Regions from separate parts of the Mus musculus genome. Here region 1 is linked to region 2. The links are chromatin contacts, called in public promoter capture Hi-C maps. All regions are on one chromosome and are shown on one strand. Each heading gives the region's core, a stretch centred on a gene start, on an enhancer-like site or on the middle of the called end of the contact. The rest is flanking DNA. Distances are from core to core; before and after follow the strand shown.

What was found. Promoter capture Hi-C pulls out the DNA fragments that hold promoters and counts their contacts.
Region 1: a contact with region 2 is called in a promoter capture Hi-C map of liver, with 2.8 times the contacts expected there. The contact joins the promoter of Tuba3b here to the promoter of Casc1 in region 2. A contact is called at or near these places in 2 of 39 promoter capture datasets (liver and pre-B cells).

Annotation. Positions count from the first base shown.
Region 1 is chr6:145,612,600-145,618,010 of GRCm38.p6, reverse strand. Tuba3b (tubulin, alpha 3B) reads right to left here and starts at 2,048. Exons shown (of 5, transcript NM_009449.3): 1 at 1,922-2,048. The coding sequence starts at 1,924. It overlaps Gm38475 (a long non-coding RNA gene), which reads left to right and starts at 3,692. Exons shown (of 3, transcript XR_378153.2): 1 at 3,692-4,120.
Region 2 is chr6:145,207,120-145,212,726 of GRCm38.p6, reverse strand. It overlaps Casc1 (cancer susceptibility candidate 1), which reads left to right and starts at 1,757. Exons shown (of 16, transcript NM_177222.4): 1 at 1,757-1,920; 2 at 4,289-4,306. The coding sequence starts at 1,918. It overlaps Etfrf1 (electron transfer flavoprotein regulatory factor 1), which reads right to left and starts at 1,580. Exons shown (of 3, transcript NM_133688.3): 1 at 1,475-1,580.

The DNA.
Region 1 (5,411 bases), core at 799-3,298, 400 kb before region 2:
CACACACACGAGAGAGAGAGCAGCTTGTTCCGCTCTGAACTCTCTAGTGATAATCCTCTTGCCCCAGCCTCTCAAGTTCTAGAATTAGAAATGTAAGCCATCACATGAGGCTAACCATACTCTTCAGTAGGAGTTCACCCCAGAGTATAAATGTTTGCCACTTTTCAAAATATTAAAGTTTAAGACTTGCACACCATACAATGTCGACAATTAGCTCATCATGGACAGTCACAGTAATTCTCTGGAAAATAATCTATGTGGTTTTAATAGTGGCCTGTCTAAAGGATAAGATATACTCTAATAAAAAAGACAGAATAGGTCCCAGGGTACCCAGCCCTAGCCTGGGTAGTCACTGTGTTTTTTATCTGCCCATCTAGAAAATCTTGCGTTCTAGTTTCCTGCCACTTTTCTTTCTCTTTTTTGTTTTAAGATAAGGTCTCACTATGTTTCCCTGGCTGACTTGAACTCACAGAGATAATTTGCCTTCATTCCTGCATGGGTTTCCACTGGCAGACTACATAGCCTGGAAGTCAAATAAACCCCTTCCTCCTAAAAGTCGCTCTGGTGTTTTTATCCCAGCAACAGAAATCAAGTTAGAATATGTTGCCAAATTCCATGCACGGCAAGGATTTCACCATAAGAACAAAAGGATGGGGGCTGAAGTGCCTTCTCAATACATTTCTTAATGAAAAAATAATGATCAAGCCAGGTGTGGTGATACAAGACAGGAACTAGCTCAATTATGAGGCTAAGGCAGGGAGACAAGTTTGAGTTTACCATGAGACCCTGTCAAAAAAAACAAACACATTCCGGCTGTTTAGACCTAGATCTCATTTGGTATTTGTTAGCATGTGTTCCTTTTGAGTGAATATAGATATTTTAAAAAGTTCCCTGCCTAGGGCAGGAGAGATGGTTTGTTTGTTAAGTTCTCCTCTTTCAGGGACTGCCCATGACTGCAGCCTCTGGATAGTCACTGCCCTCTCTGGCTTCTCTGGGAAATGGCAGTCATGAACACACACTTCCCAAAGACACACCTACACATTTTAAAACAAACCAAAAACTTAAGAAAGGTTCTCAGTTTTATGTTTTCCCCCTTAAGGTCTTGTAGCCTGTGCTGGTCTCAAATTCACTACCTCAGATTAGTCTTGGGCATCCAAGTTCCCTACCTCTGCCTGCATAGTGTTTGGGACTGTGGCATGCCACACCATAGCTCATATACCTTCTAAAGGGCACAAATGATTCCACTTATAAACCACCTAACATGACAAGGAGCTGCAGGCACAAAATACAAAAACTTCTTTGGGAAGTTTGGTGGCCAACATCTGTGATTCTGACAGAGAAGGCAGAGGGCAGGACTATCAGAGTCTGGAGGATTTCCCCCTGCACAGTAAGCTAGGGACCAGCAAAGGCCGTGAGAGACTCTTAAATTTCCAAACTGAAGCTGTCTGGGCTCGGTCACTTTCACTTTCACTTTCCTATGGTGAGCATTAGGCCAGAAAGCTTGGTAGCTTCTAGAATCTTCTGGAACCCAGGCGATTGATTGTTTTCTCAGTCAAGGGCACTGGCATCAGAAAACACAAAAGTTCCCTTTCCAAAAACCCATCTCGGCACTCTCGAGACTGGAATCGGACGAGGCTAAGGCTGGAACTCTTGTGCCTCTTTTGTCAGGTGCTGTTGGGCTGGGACTCCAGGCAGGTTCTGCACCCCAAGGTGCATCTCCCTCTTGAGAGAGTTTGGGCCATGAGGAGATGCCAGGCTCTGAGACCTAACACCCCCATCCCACCCCACCCCCTGCCGGGGACCTGGGAGAGGAGAAGCGGGCTCCCAGCCGCTTCGCTTGCTCACCCTCACAGGACCCCAGACTCTGAGGAGATGGCGTTCTCCCTCCCGTGGGTCCCACCCCGGTTCGGGCTGTTCTCACCATGCTGAACTCCTAGCAGAGCACCTCAGCCGATCCTCAGAGCTGCTCCTCAACCGCCGCTCGTGCGCCCAACGGTCCAGGCTGGATGCTCCGGGTACTTAACGCTTTCTCCCTGGATGCTCATTAGTCCAGAGCGTCTCGGGGGCAGGCTTAGGCGCCACGTCCTTTTTGCGATTGGATGTGGCTCAATTTGAAGCGGTGGTACTTTCTGATTGGATGTAAATTTGGCGGGAAGGCTCTGGAGTGGCTGGAGGGGAGAGAACTTAGGATCGGGAGACTGGAGGTCTGCGCATCCCTGACATCCGGCTTTGCGCAGGACAAGTGGGGTGCTCAAGCTTCCCTGGTCTGCGCATGCGTGACCTGGGGAGGGCTTTGCGGCTGTGCACTCCCCCCACCATCCTGCCATGTCTCACCTCGCCTCGTATTACCTGGTGCAGAGAAGATCTCTGGCCAGACCTAAGAGAAAGGCAGATGGCCCTTCTTCCAAAGACACGAGTTTCTGGGCACCAGTTATGTACATCCTGGGAAGCCAGCATCCGTTTGAGAGTCTTCCTGAACAGTCATCTGGGTTGGGGTATGTAGCTCTGGCTGGCTCGGGATGATGTAAGGTGAACTCTTGTCTTAGCTTGCATCAGTGCTGGGACTATAGGTATGCACTGTGCCTGGTGGGGATCAGTGGACATACCTTCCTTCCTCAGGATATCCAAATGCACATAATTGAATTGAAGGCTATATAGCATGTTGTGCCATTTTATTTTATTTTATTTTATTTTATTTTATTTTATTTTATTGGCATAAACTTCTGTATCCCACCCTGGACTTGACTCTCCCTGTAACCAAGAATGGATTTGAACTTTCAAATAGTAAAATGGAAATTTTACAAGCTAGAGAGAAATACTGGCTGTCCTTCATCCCTGTGTGTATACATTTATGATTTTTTTATGTAACTAGGATCAAACAAGATTTTTAAAACCACCTTGCTGAGATTTAGTTTTCTTACTGGTAATACAATTATTCTTTTAGTGTGTGTGATTCCATTAAGTTGGGAACTTCTAGGCTCAAATTGTGGTCACTCCTCTGGCCTCCTGAGTAGCTGGGACTGCAGAGATGTACCACCATACCTTGTTGATTTTTTTCTTTTTTATGGAAGAGAGTGTTTGTTTTAGCGCACAGCTTGGGGGGTACAGTCTGGCCTGATGGAGAAGCCATAGCTTCAGATTAAAAAGAAATTATTTATTTCTTGAGTCAGATCTATCCCAACCTGCCTTGAACTTGTGCCGTCCAGAACAGCCTAAGACTTTGATTCTCTAGCCTCTACCTCCAAAGTGCGGGTGATATGAACCTATGTAACTAAGCTCTGTATATACGGTATTGGGAATCAAACCCCATGTATCTTGGATGGCAGGTGAGTACTTTACCATCTTAACCATGTTCCTGGTCATAGGCACCCCTGTTCCCACATGTCTTGGTTATCTGTTAACTGTCAGTTTGTCCCAGATCAATCAGATAGGCCTGTGAGCAAGCATGTGGGGGATTGTCTTGGTTAGTGACTGATGTAGAAGGCCGCACCCGCTGTGGGTGGCACTGATCTCTGGACAGGTGGTGCTGGGCTGTCTATGGAAATTTAGCTGTGCAGAGCGTGAGCAAGCCCAATGAGGAACATTCCTTTTATGATCTCTGCTTCTTCAAGTTCTTGCTTGGGTTCCTCCCTGACATCCCCCAGGAATTGACTGACCCGGAAATATAAACCAAACAAATCGTTTCCTCTGGTTAGTTGCTCTTGGCCATGATACCACGGCTCAGGTCAGCATAAGCTGACAGCGGTGTTTGGTGGACAAATGAGTAAAGGGAGATGAATGGCTGCAGAGCAAGGAGGAAGGTCCTCGACGGGGAAGCTGAGGTGGAACGCTAGCTTTGAGAATCGGGAGCAAATGCAGGTGTTGGGGGTTGTGTGAAGGCCAGCGGCTGTGCTTTTCCTACCCTGCTCTGAAAGCAGCACGCAGCTGTGTGTGAAGCCCGGAATGAGCCCCCCTCATGGAGCTGGTGGTGGTGTTCAACTCTGTTCACCTGGACCTCCTACGGAGGAGAAACCCATCACCTCCACAGACCGTGATCTCATTTACACACCCAGGTCTCAGAAAAGCCCCTTTGGGCAGCTTCTCTCCTGTGGATGTCAATCCAGGTTCACAGTAGTGGGAGGTGAGTGTTTGTTCAACTTCTTATAATGACACACTGAGCCCTGGGAAAGAGTTTGATTGAACGATAACCCTATAAATATGAATGAAGAATAAAATCTGGGTCTGATTGATACTGGATGAGTGAACAGTTGATAAATAGAAAAACTGCTGTGGTAGATATGTTCCCTGATGGAATATTAGTTAAGCCAAACCGTTCCCACTATATCAGAAACTATAGTGTCCAGGTGTTCTCCCATACCTGTGTAATATTGGATGGTCTGTGTCCCCAAAAGACCTGGTGTCATTGTGGATCTGATGCCCCCTCTGTGGGCTTTCCTAGAGGCTCATGTAAAGGAATTCTGTAAAATGCAGATCAAGTTCGCTGTGATTTCAGAGGGAAATAAGGTCACCTTACTCCATAAGAATGCCACCCACCTCATCCATATTCATACAATTTTCTTTAAAATTCACAACACAGTGCATTGACCTGCTCCCTCTCCTGGGACAGCCTACTCCAACCGGTCTCTCCTTGGACTGTTTGCTTATAAAATTCTGATTAAACTGTTTCAGTTGACAGAGTGCTTGCCTAGCCTGCGTAAGATCCTGGGTTCCATCTGCAGCACCGTGTAAGAGGCCATGCCTGTATTCCCAGGACCCGATCAGGAGTCAGAGGTCTTCCCTAACAGCTTGACACTTGTCTGGGCTACAGGAGAGCCTGTCCTACAGAACACAGAGAGAAAGGACAGGGACCAGAAATACAAGATTAGATGAAATTAGGAGAGAAAGGCTTTACCCCCAGGAAAGTCTCCCTACCACAATTGAGATTCAAATTGGCCATACAATTAATTTCATCATTGCTGATATCTTTTAATTTTGTTTTACATAAATATCTTCCTGTAAGGCTGAAAACAAAGTATACAGAAGGGATGATATTAGCGAAAACAGCAGACTCCTATTGCCCTGAGTGGTAGCCTTCTGCTTGGTTACTACCTGTGGAGATGAAGGCAGCAGCCTAGGGACCCACTTGGTAATACACCTGATGCAGCTATCTGAGGGCTTGGCTGCTGCACAGCACACCAGCGTGTCAGCCAGGTATCCACAGAGTTTGCCCACACTGGGTGTGCTATTTAAATCCTCAGAGTTATTCTGATTTCTTTGGCTTAGAAACCAGGACAGGATCTCAGGGCAGATGGCTTCATAATGAGTTTTTCTCCCCCTTCGGCTGAAGATTGTATTAGGCCTGGCCCCTGTCAGTATAGTTCAGCAAGTCAACTTGAAGACTAGTCTGACACCAGGAAGGTACAGCCATCAGT
Region 2 (5,607 bases), core at 508-3,007:
CAAAGTTGGATGAGTGCATGGCTCAAAGTCACGGGCTATTCCAGGAACATGGATATGTGCAAGGAGGAGCTGTAAGTCCTTTCTCCCTGGGGACTTTGAGTAAAGGAATGATGGCGTTGTCATTTTAGTAGGACACTATTATTTCTAATAGGGGCTTGATGCCCAATGATGTTATTCTGCCCCATGATGTTCAAGTGACCAAAAAAAAAAAAAAAAAAGCTGAAGGAAATGGAGACGGCAGTGTATTGTTTCAGTGGTCTAGTGAACTAGACTCAGTATTCCTTCAGACTGTACTGGAAAACTGTCCTGTCAGATTTCCCCATACCAGAGGTTGTGCGACCATACGCCTTTAGATGGTACAGGTACATGACAGGAGAGAGGGGCTAGTACAACCCGTGTCAAGATGAAGAGATGCCAGAAAGCAGCCCTCTTATTACTCACAAATCCTGCCCAGGGACTAGAGGACATCAAAACTCAAAAAAGCATGCACAGAGTCTTGAACCATGGGATCTAACACATCTCTACTATTAGTTTTCCTCTTAGGAGAGAAGTTGATAATGACACAGTGATTTTGAGTAAGGCCATTTCTCCTGAGTCACCATGTTAATTACTGTACTTCCACACCACTTCCTAGTTTAGTCTGAGGTTTTCTGTCACTAAACACTAGTAGTTGCTTTGTTGAATAATTCAAAACAAAGGCTACCTTCCATACCTCAACAGCTAAGATAAAACAAATTTGAATTTATATGCAGTAGGTGTTAAGTTTTTATCTCATTACCAAGGTTCGGAGGGCAGTAAGGTCTTAAGTGTTGTGCAACCAATGACCTTAACCCACAAAAACTAGCTGTCAGTCCTACTGAACAGAACATTTAGTTTATGTAAGGGACAGAGCATTAGTACTCTATCTTGGGTTAGACGGGCCGTAAGCTGGGGTTGGGTTAAAGAACTGTCTCCATTCCTCTACGTCTCAAGTGCCTTTTCTTATGGAGAAGGGCTGAAATTCTGCAGGCTGCCACAACAGTACAGCGCTCCGTGACCTTGGGACAACAATGGCTTACTGGTTCTTAGAAGTCACGTTAAACTAGTGTGTGAGCAGCTCTTGAGAAGGGCGAATGCTTTGCATAGAAACTAAACTCCCACGATCAGTGAAGAATCTGTACTACTTTAATATCAAGGTAGCGACCCTCTTGGAGCTCGCCTTTGTGGCCAGATGACTCCCTGGGGGACCCGCCCGGAACCTATGGCTTCACCTAGTCGTGAGCTGGCGCCATTCCCCAGATCCCCCGGGAAGGGCTCGTCCAGACGCAAAAGAAGCGAGGAAGAAACCTTTTTACAAGGCTGGCCGTGGCGGGCCTCGGCTATAACCCCAGCTCTCAGGAGGAAGCTGAGGGATGCCCGCGAGTTCCAGGTCAGCCTGCGTTTCAGTGTGAGACGCAGCTCTCCCCACGCCCGGAAGCCCTCGCCTAAGGCATACTTCACCACCAGCAGGTCTGGGGTCCAGACGACAGCTTGCTCAGACCGCCTCACTCCAGCGCTTTGCGGCACCACGGCCGTAAATGCTCCGACCGTCTGCCGGAAGTGGGCGGAGCTGAGAGGCGGGGGTGGGCTCAGGGCGGGACTACAGGCAGCAGTGTATGGGACTCGAGGCCGCTTTCTTTGCTGGGGCGGGGCATCAGGCGGAAATGGGCGGGATTAGGTAAAAGCCGCGATGTGGGCGTACCTTATGTGGGAAGTGTGGCTTGTGTAACCAGTCTACGACTTGGGCAGTACTCACCGGAAGACTACAGTGCGATTGCGCAGGTTGTCCTTCGCAAAACACTGGGAGTTGTGAGTGGGCGTGGCCTGTCGTCTTGACAACCGTGAGCGTTCCTGCTCTGCAGAGTTCACTTATCCCTAAGCAAAGTTCCTGCTTCTGTCATGGTAAGCCAGGAAAGTGAGGGAGACAGGAAAGGGGCAAGTGCGGATTCCACTTCAGCGCTGTCGAGGGAGGGCAGGCAGACAGGGGCAGTGCGATCCAGAGGTGGCGAGATCCAGATCTTTGCAGTGACTAAACTTTACTAGCTTCCGGTGATGTACATTCCCACTTTGGCTCTGACTGCCTTGTCAGAAAAGTTTTCATTCCAACGCAGAACAATATGGAGCAAATTTCGTGTGTTGTTTCCCATTCTCCATCAAGAGATCATCAATTATCACACTCGTTGAGGGGAGATTCAGAGTGCATTATTTGTGTTTGCTGGCTGGAAGCCAGAGACACACAAAGGAGAATATTACAGCCCTCCGGCTCTGTCAGTTAAGCAGAATATCAGACACAAGCTTTACCAAGGTAACAGCTGGTGTATCTAAAGCGGAGTAATCAAGCTATTAAGGGTAGGAGAGAAGAAAAGATTGGTGCTTTTCAGTCTCTTTTAAGATATAAGTATGTATTTTCTGTAAGTGGTGGGAAGAAATGGGTAGTGAAGGCCTCCCCTGGCAAGACCCCCAATGGGTCATCAGCCAAGTTAAGACTGCTGGCAAATTACAAGAACAAGCACGTATTTGCTACATCGAAAGGTGGATTTAATTTCTTTTTCCTATCTACATAGCACTGTTTCTCAAAGACTTCCAAGCCATTTGGGGGAATATTTAAAATGTAGATTCCAGGAGGTTGCAGCTTCAAACCTAACTGTATCATGGGGCTTCCAGGAAACAAAGTACCATAAACATGTTTGCTTAAACAGTAGAAACTGCTTACCTCACCATTCTGGAGACTGAACATCTGGGGTCAGGGTGTCAGCATGGGGGCAGGGATTTATTCAGATCTCTCTTCTACTTCTAAATAGTTCTTTAGTGTGTAGCAGTGTAAACTCATTTTTTTCATACGATGCTTATTTTCTTCATGAGGGTCTGTATCCAAGATTCCTCTTTGTAACCTGTACCAGCCATATTGAGCCAGAGGCCTGTCCAGTTCCAGTATCAGCTCTTCTTAATTGGGTGAAATAATTACAGACCCTTTTCATAAGCAGGTCAAACGCTAACACACAAGAAGTTAAGATTTTAGTATATGAATTTGAAAATGCATAATTCAACCCCACAATCTAAGGAAGTATACAATTCAGGAAGGGAAGCAACTATACTGTAAGTCCAAGAGGACAAATTTCTCAAAAAGCTTGTCAGGAAGTCCTTTGCCACTTGAACGTTGAAAAGTTTTACTACTGATGGCTCTTATGTTTATGTGAAGGATAAAGATAGGACTTTCCCCACACCTGTTTCATGTTAGAAATACTAGTGAGGGATAAAAATGTGCCCATCATCTTTAGGATATGCTCTTTGAGGAGGATATTTACATAGCCTACCATACAGTATTTGTTTCAAGATGGAAATATGTTAACAATGTGTCAGGGAATACTACAGCCAGGATAAAAATTATTTGTAAAAATCACATGAGAGCAAAGCCTCCCTCGTTGCTCTCTCCCTGATGAATATTTATGGAGAGAATTTCTGAAATGTGTGCACCTTGCAGGAAGATGTCGTCTAAATCTCATTTACTGTGTGCCAAATTTGGCACTGGCATTTTAGAATGATGTTCCCATGGCTCGAACCAGCCCTTCCTATGTGCAGCTCTTCAGATATGTAAACTGTGTAATTTACACTCAGACGGCCTCTTACAGGTTCTTTACCAGAGAGCTGATGGGCACACAGGCCTTCTCAGGAGTTTACGAATAGCATCACGGGAAATACCTGTACTTGTAAATCAGTATTGAAGGACAGAGCTTTCCAAAAAGAGCAGACTGACTGTAAATCATGTGGCTGGGCAGTCTTCACTTCATCGTTAATTGGCAAACTTGAAGAAACTGATTCTCTCCCCATTTTTAAAAAAAAATACTATCAATCTTATGTAATAGAAAGGTTTCTTTTAGACAGCCGCTACATCTGCAAATTTGAAATAGTATCAATAGTCAGTAATGCGTGGAGATTTAGGGCATCTTTTCAACCAGTCCTTTTTTAGCTTGCTCTCCTATCACAGACTCATTGATATAGGAAATTGTATTGACTAACTCAAAAAGATGCTTCGTGAGAAATCTTGTGGGTTTTCTTGCCTGTGTTTTCAGTTTGTTCTGACTTCTTTTTATAGTATTTTTTCAGTTTAAGGTAGCCAAAGAGTCACAGAAAAGTTGCAATGGAGGCACAAAGGAAATTCCCTCGGGCTCTTCTCTAGCTTCTCCTAATTAATGTATTTTGTGATGCTCTGTTGAAAGTATCTGAATACTGTTTTAAAATGTGTCAATTCTTTTGTTTTCCAACTTTTTAGGCTCCCAAATCAAAAAAGGTATGTAGAAATTATGTTTTCAAAATAAATAGTTTTATGATCATACTGTACAAATGAATATCTTTTGGAATTTTATAATAATTTTCTAGTTAGTTATAGTTTATCGAATTTGCTACTCACCTTTTAGATAATAATGTTATTTACATCATTGGATAATTCTTCATAGTTACAGATGTGTTTCCCATTTGATGGTATTTCTAGTTTGAAAACATATAGATTGCATTTAGTGCTGACCGGTGTCTGGCTATGAGGCTTCACCTTTTTCTTCTACTGTAGAATATGTTAGGTTAGTCCTTCCTTTTCTCTATTTCAGATAAACATAAGCCATAGTTACAGTCCTCCTGTGACTAAAACAGGACCTTCAGCTAGCACACTTGTGGTTTTCTGCTTTTGTTTGTACAGTGTAGAAACTGAGGTTGAATAAAGGAGATACTACCCATATGTCTGGGATATCTTTTTCTCCTCTTTGCTTTGTAGATTGATAACTTTAAAGCAGATATTTTAATCTCCTAATTACAGGTCATATTTAGCCTACCAACAGATTATGTTTTACTTGAAAAAAATTTCTTTCTTTCTTTTTTTTATGTCAGTTCTTAAAGTGTGCCATAGTATCTCACACTTGTAATCCCAGCTTGTAGGAGGTTAAAGTAGGGAGATCATGAGTTTTAGGCCAGCTTGGGCCCAAAACAACAACAAAACCCCTCATACATGGCCAGTCGAGTCCCCTCCCAAAAGTGTAATAACACAATTAAGCAATTACCAAAGACATTTGATTTGCTCTGGTCATGACATATGGAAAACGATCACATTGGTCCTGAGGTCCTATAAAGCAGCGTCCGTAGAGTTCAGCAGAAGCCACCTGCAGGAGCGTAAAAGGCACGTTGATCTTTCCACCGTCCTGTCTGTGCTCAGAAACTGGTCTCTGTTGCCTCCCCGACCACAGCAGAGGCTTTTTGTTTTGTTTTTTAATCTCAGTGGTCTGTTCTCCATAAATCCCACCACCCTCTCTTGAAAAATCATTACATTCAGCCCTCCTAATCTATGGTTTCTGCATCCATGGATTAAAGCGGACATAGAATTGTCTCAGAATAATGACCAGAATGCTGGACATGGTGGTGCTTTCTTGTGATCCCAGGGGCAGAAGGACCACAAGTTCTAATGCAGCCTCGGCTACACAGTGGCCTTACAACAACAACAACAACAACAACAACAACAACGAGAATGGGTGTTAGAGAGATGGTACTGTGGTTAAGAGCACTTGCTGCTCTTGAAGAGGACCTGGTTCCCAGCATCCACATGGT